Linked DNA regions of Sus scrofa: regions 1 and 2 are each linked to region 3. The links are chromatin contacts, called in public Hi-C and HiChIP or PLAC-seq maps. All regions are on one chromosome and are shown on one strand. The core of a region is the stretch at or near the end of the contact, and the rest is flanking DNA. Distances in the headings are between cores, read along the strand shown. Region 1 holds the start of TMBIM1 (protein lifeguard 3). Region 2 holds the start of RNF25 (E3 ubiquitin-protein ligase RNF25). Region 3 holds the start of USP37 (ubiquitin carboxyl-terminal hydrolase 37).

Region 1 (2,700 bases), core at 4-2,503, 230 kb before region 3:
CTTCTTTCTAAGTTATAAACCGGGTCTCTGGGTCCTCATGGTTGGAGAGACCAAGAGAGCAGGCAGGTGAGGAGGAAGTATGGCTGCCCCCTTGCCTCAGACATATTAGCCTCAAGGAAGGGCCTGGCTCTCCTGCCACCACTGGCCAAGCCAAAGGCGCCAGCACTGAAACCAAAGCTCACCAGTGAGATGAATATTTCAGAGCCCCGAGAACTGGACACCCCAGGGACCTTCCATGACATCTGGCTCTGACCCTGGTTCCCAGGCTACCCATCCCTCCCCATCCCATGTCCAGGTTTCTCAGGAGGAACTCCAATCCCTGGATACCACACAGAGGCCACCCTGGCCGGAGAGGGGATGGTGCCCCAGAGAACAGAAGCTGGTGCAGAACCCACAAGATTGGGGCCCAGCTTCCCAGCAGCCCTCCTCTACTTTTCCTGCCACTGTCCCCTGGCTCCACCGTTTTCCCCTCTCTTTTCCTGTTTGTTTTGCTCCAACCCAAAGAGGCCACGAGGAAGATAGTACTTTGTGAACCCAGCTTGGGGGCGGAGGTTAGAAGTGGGCCGGCTGAGGCAAAGTCGTCCTGACAGAGGTGGCGTCTTCCTCACGCCAAGGATGTGGGCTGCTCACGGCTTTCACTTCCACCCGGTTCCCCACGCACTCAAATACTCGGTCACCAGTGGACACCACAGCTGGCACCGGGGGCGGGCAGAGCCAAGCAGAGGCCGGGGCAGGGGCCCTGGGCGGCCTCCCCTCCCCCTCTCACCAGCCCAGGGCCCAGAGAGCCTTTATCCCGCGCACAGCTGGCCACCCTGGGGCTGGCGCGGTGGCCACGCCCTGCGATAGACACGCGCCAAGAAGCGGGGGACAGGACACCCTCAGACCCCGGCCACGATCACCTGTGCGCACAACCCGCAGCTCGGCTCCCCAAGCTAAGCAGGCGTCACTCGCCCGCCCGGGACGCACAGGGAAATCGAAACGCCAAAGGTGAGGGCGACAGAGCCCCACTCCCGCCCTCCACGCACTCCGAGAAAGTTTGGGGCCCCGTCCCAGGGCCGCCTCAGCCCCGGCCCGCTCCCCGCCGGCCCGCGGTGCCCCATTCCCGCCGGTCCCGAGCCCCCTGGCTTGCCTACCGCTCTCGACTGTGCGTTCCCGACCTCCCGGCGTCGCGAGTCCGGCACCACCCGCGCAGGCCTGGGCTGGGCTGGGTCTCCGCGCCCCGCCCCGACGCGCCGGCCCCTGGGGCGTGGCCTCGGGGTGCCGCCAGGGGGCGCTGGGGTCCGCCCCGGGTCCCGCCTGCGTCCTCCCGGGTCGTGCTCCTCCCCGCAAGAACTTTAGAGGTTTCGCATTTTAAGGCAGCATATGATCCTTGTTGGAAATTCAAAACACAAAAATGCATTTTCTTAAAGTATAGTTGATTTTGTTCCACTCCTCCTGAATGCCAGCGGCAAGCGCTTGCATTTTAGTGTTTCTTTGCTTATATAGCTCTGTGTATCACTTGTTTTTCTGGAGTGGGGTCCTATTGCACAATCTTTGTTGCTTATCTTTTATTTCACATTTTATCATGAACATTTTTCTTGTCACTAAGTATTCTTCAGAAGCATAGTTTTAACGCCTCAAAGTATTCTATCACATAGTTATGCCCATTTATAAAATCGGTTTCCTACTTTTAAGGACATTTAAGTTGTTTCCCATTTTCTCATTATTAGACATAAATCATGATGAACATTGTTGACAATTTCATGTTTTTAAGCCAAATGTGCTTTTCAAGTATAAAAACTTCAAATGTCCAAATGTAGAGATGGACGGAACTTAGATTCTCTGGCCCTGGGAACCATGGCATTGCCTGCCTGAAGTTTCTTCAACCAGGAAAGCAGGTGATTTAGGGTCAGAAATCCTGGGATGTGGATAACTTCTCTCAGTGCACAACGTTGGGTTGGGAGCTTTCTCCACCCTCCCAGCCACTAATGGCAGGATGTACTTGGTCGTTCCATGTTGCCGATAAGGAAGTAAGTTCTGGGAAGTTTTGAAACATTGCCGAGTTTACATAGTTCCAAAGTCCATGTTTTTTTTCCATTACGCCAAGGCTTCCAGTAGATGAACAGCTTTATTTAAGGTGCTTTTCTCAGGCTGGTAGCTACAGATCACACTGTCACTAAATGTCATTCACAGCCTGTTGACACTTTTTCTTTTTGAATGGCAGTCGGTGGTGACCTGACAAAACATAGCTAGACAACCAGGACCACCTGAGCATTTCCTGATTCCAAACCCATCAGTAAGCACTTTTCCTTTCTTTCTTTCTCTTTTTCTTTTTTCTTCTTTTTTTTTTTTTTTTTTTTTTGTCTTTTGCCTTTTTAGGGCTGCTCCTGCAGCATATGGAGGTTCCCAGTCTAGGGGTCTAATTGAAGCCAGATCTGAGCTGTTGTCTGTGACCTACACCACAGCTAATGGCAACACGGGATCCTTAACCCACTGAGTGAAGCCAGGGATCAAACCCACAACCTCATGGTTCCTAGTCAGATTCCTTTCCGCTGCACCACGATGGGAACTCCAATAAGCACTTTTCTTTACATTATTATATCCAGGGGCCAGTCCAGTTCTTTTCCAGACCAAGACAAGAAGGAGGAGCCTGTGCACTTATCTGGAAGCTCTGACATTAGTGGACCTTATAGCAGGCTCACTCTCCCAGCCACCCCATTC
Region 2 (2,766 bases), core at 135-2,634, 130 kb after region 3:
GGACTTCAAACATAAGGTTTGGAGTCAGAAAACCTGGATTCCTAGTCATAACTATGTACCTTGTGGTGAATCATTTTCCCTCTTCGGGCTTCATCTAGTCTCCTCAGGTGCCTACACCTCAGAGTTATTAATGAAAAGAAGGCTTATGTATGTTACAAATCCATCCTGACCCTCTCAACTATTCTATGAGGTAGATGCCACACCCACTTTTCTTTACAGCTGAAGACACTGACTCACAGAAGCTAGGTGGCCTGGTCAGCATCACGCAGCTAATAAATCTTGAAGCGAACCTATATTTATCTATTTCCGAATCCCAGAATGCTTCCAGGTTCTGGTCCCTTGTTAAGAATGCTTGAGAGAAGGACTAAGAGAGCTTCTTGTGAGGTGTAAAGCTTTATACAGACAAGAGTCCTCATTAGTGCTGTCGAGGAGGGAGAAGGCTGAGGAAAGCCTTAGAGAAAACAGGCTGATCCAGGGGAAAGGGGGATGGGAACTGGAGGACATCGGTTCCGGGAAGTAAAAATGATGGGGCTGGGGGGAGAGAGCTGAGAAACAGGTATCCCCAGGGACCCCGAGCACTTCAGAAGGAGAGAATGGGACGGGGTGAAGCCGGAGGACAGGGCATCGAAGCAGATAAGGCGCGGCCTGAACTGGCCAGGGCGGTGCTGATGAGGTCTTCTTCGGGTCAGATCGACGCCCCTCCACCCACCGGCTCCCCAGTCCAGAACTCTCTTAGCAAGAGTTGTCAGCATCTCTGCCATCCCGCATCCCTCGCTCCGCCCCACACGCCAGCCATACGGATCATCCGCGGCCGCAGCTAGCCCCCCCGGACCGGATCCAGGCGGTCAGCCAAAGCCCATGCCCCCAAAGTTACCAGTCCTCCTCCCCTGCAGTTGCCGACGCAGACGCCGCCATGTCTTCTGCGGCTCGCAGCCGGAACCGGAAATACCCTCGGGGGCAGCAGGAGGCGGAAAGTATAAGTGGGGGCGGGAGGGAGGGTGGCTAGCGGCCGTTTCTAGGCAACCGCAGACTCCAGGTCCTTAGAAGGTCCTGATGGCCGAGGGACGGTTCGGAGGTGCCCTAGTAAGGGCCTGTGGGCAGCCCACCGTCTCTCCCTCACCCCTAACGTCTTTCTCCTCCGCACCTCTGACCGGTTCTAGCGAGTAAAATCGGTAATAATAGGAGCCTAAAGAGATCGGTGGTGGGGGTGGGGAAGAATACTAAGTCAGGCAAAGTACGCAGGCAGCCAGAAAGGGCGGGGCTGAAGGCCAGCGCCGGTGTCCCTCGGCCTGAGGAGCTTGAAGCTCCTAGGCTGGGGGTGAGAGGGGCTTCTGCGAAGCGCGCGGGCACGACGTGTGCCGAGGGGTGCTGAGGTGGTTGGCAGGGTCAGGAACTTTGGGTGGCTGGAAGGGGCGGGGTCGGTGGGCGAGGCTGGGTGGAGGGGCGGGGTTGGTGGGCGAGGCTGGGTAGAGAGGGCGGGGTCGAGGGGAGTGTCTGGGTGAAGGGGGCGGTGGTCTGGTGGGCGAGGCTGGGTGGAGGGGGAAGGGGGGGCCCAGGGTCGGGTGGGAACGAGGTTGGGGTGGGGGACCGGAGGAGACAAGGAGGGAGAACTGCAGGAGGCGCTCTGCTCCAAGATCTCATTTTTCCGTCCCCTCCACCTTTTCTTGTTTATGAGGCCTGGATTGTTGTGAAAAAGAGGAAAAGGCAAGGCAGCTAACTTTAACCTTTCTTCCCTGCCCGAACCAGGCCTCCCAGATGTGTGGAGCTGTCCCTGGAGCAGTAGCCCTTCATCACCATCTCTACTTCCTTCCTTCTGAGGGATCCTGAACGCTCTGTTGTCATGGAAAAGTACCACGTGTTGGAGATGATTGGAGAAGGCTCTTTTGGGAGGGTGTACAAGGGTCGAAGAAAATACAGTGCTCAGGTGGTGAACAAAGACGATATCTCTTGGGTGGGATTCCATACCCTCATCTCCAGTGGAGAATGCAGCCAACATATCGACGTGTTTCCCTAAGGCACTGACTCCTTACTTCTTACAGAGTTTGAGCTCTGAAACGGGATTATTTGGGTTCAGATGGGTTCAGATCCTAGCTCCACCGACTTTGCAGCCTTAGAACTATAGCCAAGTTACTCAACCTGTCTGTGTGTTTCCTTATCTATAGATTGAAAATAAGAACAGCGTCAGATTGATGGGGCTTGAGGATTGTGTGCTGTCATACTGGATCAGTACAGTGCCTGGCACCTAGTAAACAACAAATTCTTACTATTATTATTGTTATTATTTTTGCTTTTTAGGGCCACACGCACAGCATTTGAAGGTTCCCAGGCCAGGGGTCTAATTGGAGCTACAGCTGCCAGCCTACACCACAGCTATAGCAGTGCAGGATCCAAGCTGCGTCTGCGACGTACACCACAACTCACTGAGCGAGTCCAGGGATCAAACCTGCAACCTCGTGGATCCTAGTTGGATTCGTTTCTGCTGTGCCACGATGGGAACTCTGTAAACAACAAATTATTAACAATTATTCTTCTCTATTGTGCCATGTAGGAAGAGATAACTGCCTGAACTCTATTCTTCCCTTTTCATTTTTCCTTCCTTCTCTTTACCCTAAATCCCTTAGATCTTGAGTTCTTTATCCAGATAGAAACACCTCTCCCAGAATCCACCAAAGGGATCTTTCTGGCAGAGGCTGTTTCCTCCTAGGGCAAGAAGCAGGGGAAGCCTGGTAAGGCCACACAGTACCACAGGGCAAATGGGGTGGGAGA
Region 3 (2,784 bases), core at 220-2,719:
TTTTAGGGCCACATCCATGGCATATGGAATTAGTAGGCTAGGGGTCCAATCGGAGCTGCAGCTGCAGGCCTACACCACAGCCACAGCAACGTGGGATCCAAACCTTCTCTGCAACCTACACCACAGCTCATAGCAATGCTGGATTCTTAACCCACTGAGTGAGGCCAGGGATGGAACCTGAGTCCTCATGGTTACTAGTCTGGGGTTCGTTACCGCTGAGCCACTATAGGAACTCCCGGAATTCAACACTACTGATAACTTCTTTCACCTTTTCTACAAAACTTGTACTCCTCTATCCAGCTACGAAATGCCAAGAATTCCTCAGTGCCCCATCCGAGGTCCCCTTCCTTTCTAGCACTGTACTCTTTTTAGGCAATTTCATCCACAACCAGAGCTTCAATTACTTTCAACATAACAGATATATACATATAGATATAGATATATATACATGCACGCACAGACCTGTATATAGTTATATACACACACATCTGCCTATATATCCACTCAGAACTCTATTCTGAGCGCAAACCCAGTATAATCAACTGCCTACTTGACATCCTCTGATAGCTTTTCCAGTTAGACATGTCGGATAGTGCCTCCACAAAATAGGCATTTACACAGAAACTACATTTTGAAAGGATTATAAAATTACTCCAGGCCAACTCTCCAGAAAGAGGATTTTGTCATCAATTATCTTTTCGTGTCATGACCTACAACGGGTAAACCTGACAATCTGATCCGATGGCTAAAGATGGGGAACAACCAACCAAAACCACGACAAAAATACAATTCATGCTTTTTAGTTAAGAGATGGTTAAGGGAGAGAAGATGAAGAATGGTCAATAGAATGAAACAGTATCATGTCCCAAGGCCTGATGGACGTGCGGCAACGGAAGTCACCTTAAGTGATAGCAGGCCTCGCTAAGGGGGGCGCAGCGGAGGACAGCCCCCAGCAAAAAGGAGCCAGGTTTGAGTTGCGGGGGGGAGCGAGTGACAGTAAAAGACCAGGTCAAAGGAGGGGGAAAGCCTGGGGGAAGACCCAAGTAGAGTACCTGTGAGGCCAGAGGGGGCGTCGCGGGGATGGGGGCGGGCTGAGCAGCAGCCGGACGAACTCCAGAGGAGTGAACGCCGAGTGGGCGGACCGCAAGGGGCGGGGGGTGGGGGGGCCAGGGTAAAACGGCTCTGTGGAGACGCTCGCCGGGCCCGCCTTACCTGTGCCCGCGAGTCCGGAGCGCCGGACAGGCCTGCCGGAAGCACGGAGTCCAAGCGGAGGGGGAGGAGCTGGGGGTAAGGAAGGAAGGGACACCAAACACGAAAGAGAGGGGCCGCTCACTCCCCCAGTCAGGGAGAGCGGCTGATGGCGGGAACTGTGACCACACGCAAACACGCACGCACGCACGCACACTCGACGCGACCAGACGAGGTGCGTGCGCGAAAGCCTGGAAACTCCGCCCCTCCTACGCCCTCGCCCCGCCCCAGCACCGAGGGAAATCTCGCAGAGGTAGCCCCGCCCCTGTACTGATCGTAGTACGCACGCGCACTATCCATCTCACGCACTTTGCACCGCCCACCATTTCCCTCCGCGTCAGCCCTGTTGGGCATGCGCACTACTTGTCCCCTCCAGACTGCCGGGTTTTTCCCGCCCTTTACTGGCCTCTGGAGGAGGCTCAGAGTTCACGCCCCTCTATGGGGATACCTGCTCCGAGCCGGGGAATGCGAGGACTAGTAGGTGGCAGACGTCCTTCTGGTCCTGAATCTTAAGGGACAAAGGATAAACTCTAGGACTGTTAACTCTTTGGAGAGCTGAGAGGCGGGAAGAGGTAGTGTGGGAGGGGTCAGAGGTGAAAGGTCAGAGGGCTGCGAAGGGGGCGGAGCGAGCCGGAGGCGGATGGCGGCTGCGGCGGCTCATCATCTTTGGCGGCAGAGGCGCTGAAGCTGGGACGCGAGTCCGGCGCGTCCGGCAGTTGGAGGAGAGCGGCGGCCGCTCCCAACATGCACAGTCTGGCGACGGCTGCGGTAAGTGCCCGGGCCGCCAGGCCTGGGGCCCAGAAGCCTTCCTTAACCCCGCGTTTCGGCCTTCTTTTCCAGCTCCCTGTCTCGGTCCGGGAGTCCTGCTCCTCCTGCCCTCAACCCGCGAGGCCCGGGCCTCCCTCCTCGCCGCGCTTGGCTGTGGCGGAGCAGGCCCCCGCTTTCCTCGCCGGCCGGCTCTCGCGGCCTCTGGCGTGCCGCGTAGTGCGTTCTTTTCAGGCCCCGGGGCCTGGTCCCGCGGCCAGAGCGCCTCCTTCGCAGCCCCGACCCGCCATTCATTGATTCATTTGCTTGACCAACAGTTTCAGGGCGTCAGTTGCGTGCTTGGCGTCGGCGGAGCGAGGGGAGTTCCGCAGTTTGTCTGACATGACCCATGCTGTCGAAACTCCCAGCCTAGGCACATCGCGGCGGGGAGGAAATGGCTTTTAGCTCATGCCACTTGCTTTACAGATGCAAAATCCGAGACCCGGAGAAGTGAACAGTTACTACGTTTGACTTTCGATTCTCTGAGATTACAACCTTTTTTCACATCTCGTTTTACCAGCGTGATCTTTCACCAAGAAAAACAGTGTAAATCAACCTGCCTGAAGTAATCCTATGGCTTCCCATTGCATTGAGATAATATCCAGACTCCTTGCCTCGGCCTACAAGGTCCTCCCTGAACGTTATGTTCCTGACCCTCGTTTTCAGTCTCTTGTCACTGCTCCGCAGGCTCCAGCTACACTGGCCTCAGTTCCATCTTTTCTCCCTATGCTT

The links. A called contact is a pair of places that touch in the nucleus more often than the background predicts. HiChIP or PLAC-seq counts read pairs in DNA pulled down with a chosen protein or histone mark.
Region 1: a Hi-C map of subcutaneous adipose tissue shows a contact between it and region 3, with 4 times the contacts expected there. The contact joins the promoter of TMBIM1 here to the promoter of USP37 in region 3. A contact is called at or near these places in 1 of 5 promoter capture datasets (fetal liver), 1 of 47 Hi-C or Micro-C datasets (subcutaneous adipose tissue) and 1 of 2 datasets of contacts at active chromatin or transcription factors (alveolar macrophages).
Region 2: an H3K27ac HiChIP or PLAC-seq map of alveolar macrophages shows a contact between it and region 3. The contact joins the promoter of RNF25 here to the promoter of USP37 in region 3. A contact is called at or near these places in 1 of 5 promoter capture datasets (liver), 3 of 47 Hi-C or Micro-C datasets (blood, heart right ventricle and skeletal muscle) and 2 of 2 datasets of contacts at active chromatin or transcription factors (alveolar macrophages and skeletal muscle).

What each region holds. Positions count from the first base shown.
Region 1 is chr15:120,363,802-120,366,501 of Sscrofa11.1, forward strand. It overlaps TMBIM1 (protein lifeguard 3), which reads right to left and starts at 1,254. Exons shown (of 12, transcript XM_021076202.1): 1 at 1,134-1,254. All of the region lies in intron 2 of PNKD (probable hydrolase PNKD), which reads left to right.
Region 2 is chr15:120,718,389-120,721,154 of Sscrofa11.1, forward strand. It overlaps RNF25 (E3 ubiquitin-protein ligase RNF25), which reads right to left and starts at 1,385. Exons shown (of 10, transcript XM_021076485.1): 1 at 875-1,385. The coding sequence starts at 915. It overlaps STK36 (serine/threonine-protein kinase 36), which reads left to right and starts at 1,247. Exons shown (of 28, transcript XM_021076483.1): 1 at 1,247-1,385; 2 at 1,747-1,924. The coding sequence starts at 1,841.
Region 3 is chr15:120,588,761-120,591,544 of Sscrofa11.1, forward strand. USP37 (ubiquitin carboxyl-terminal hydrolase 37) reads right to left here and starts at 1,470. Exons shown (of 24, transcript XM_003133658.6): 1 at 1,213-1,470. It overlaps CNOT9 (cell differentiation protein RCD1 homolog), which reads left to right and starts at 1,594. Exons shown (of 9, transcript XM_001925220.5): 1 at 1,594-2,016. The coding sequence starts at 1,993.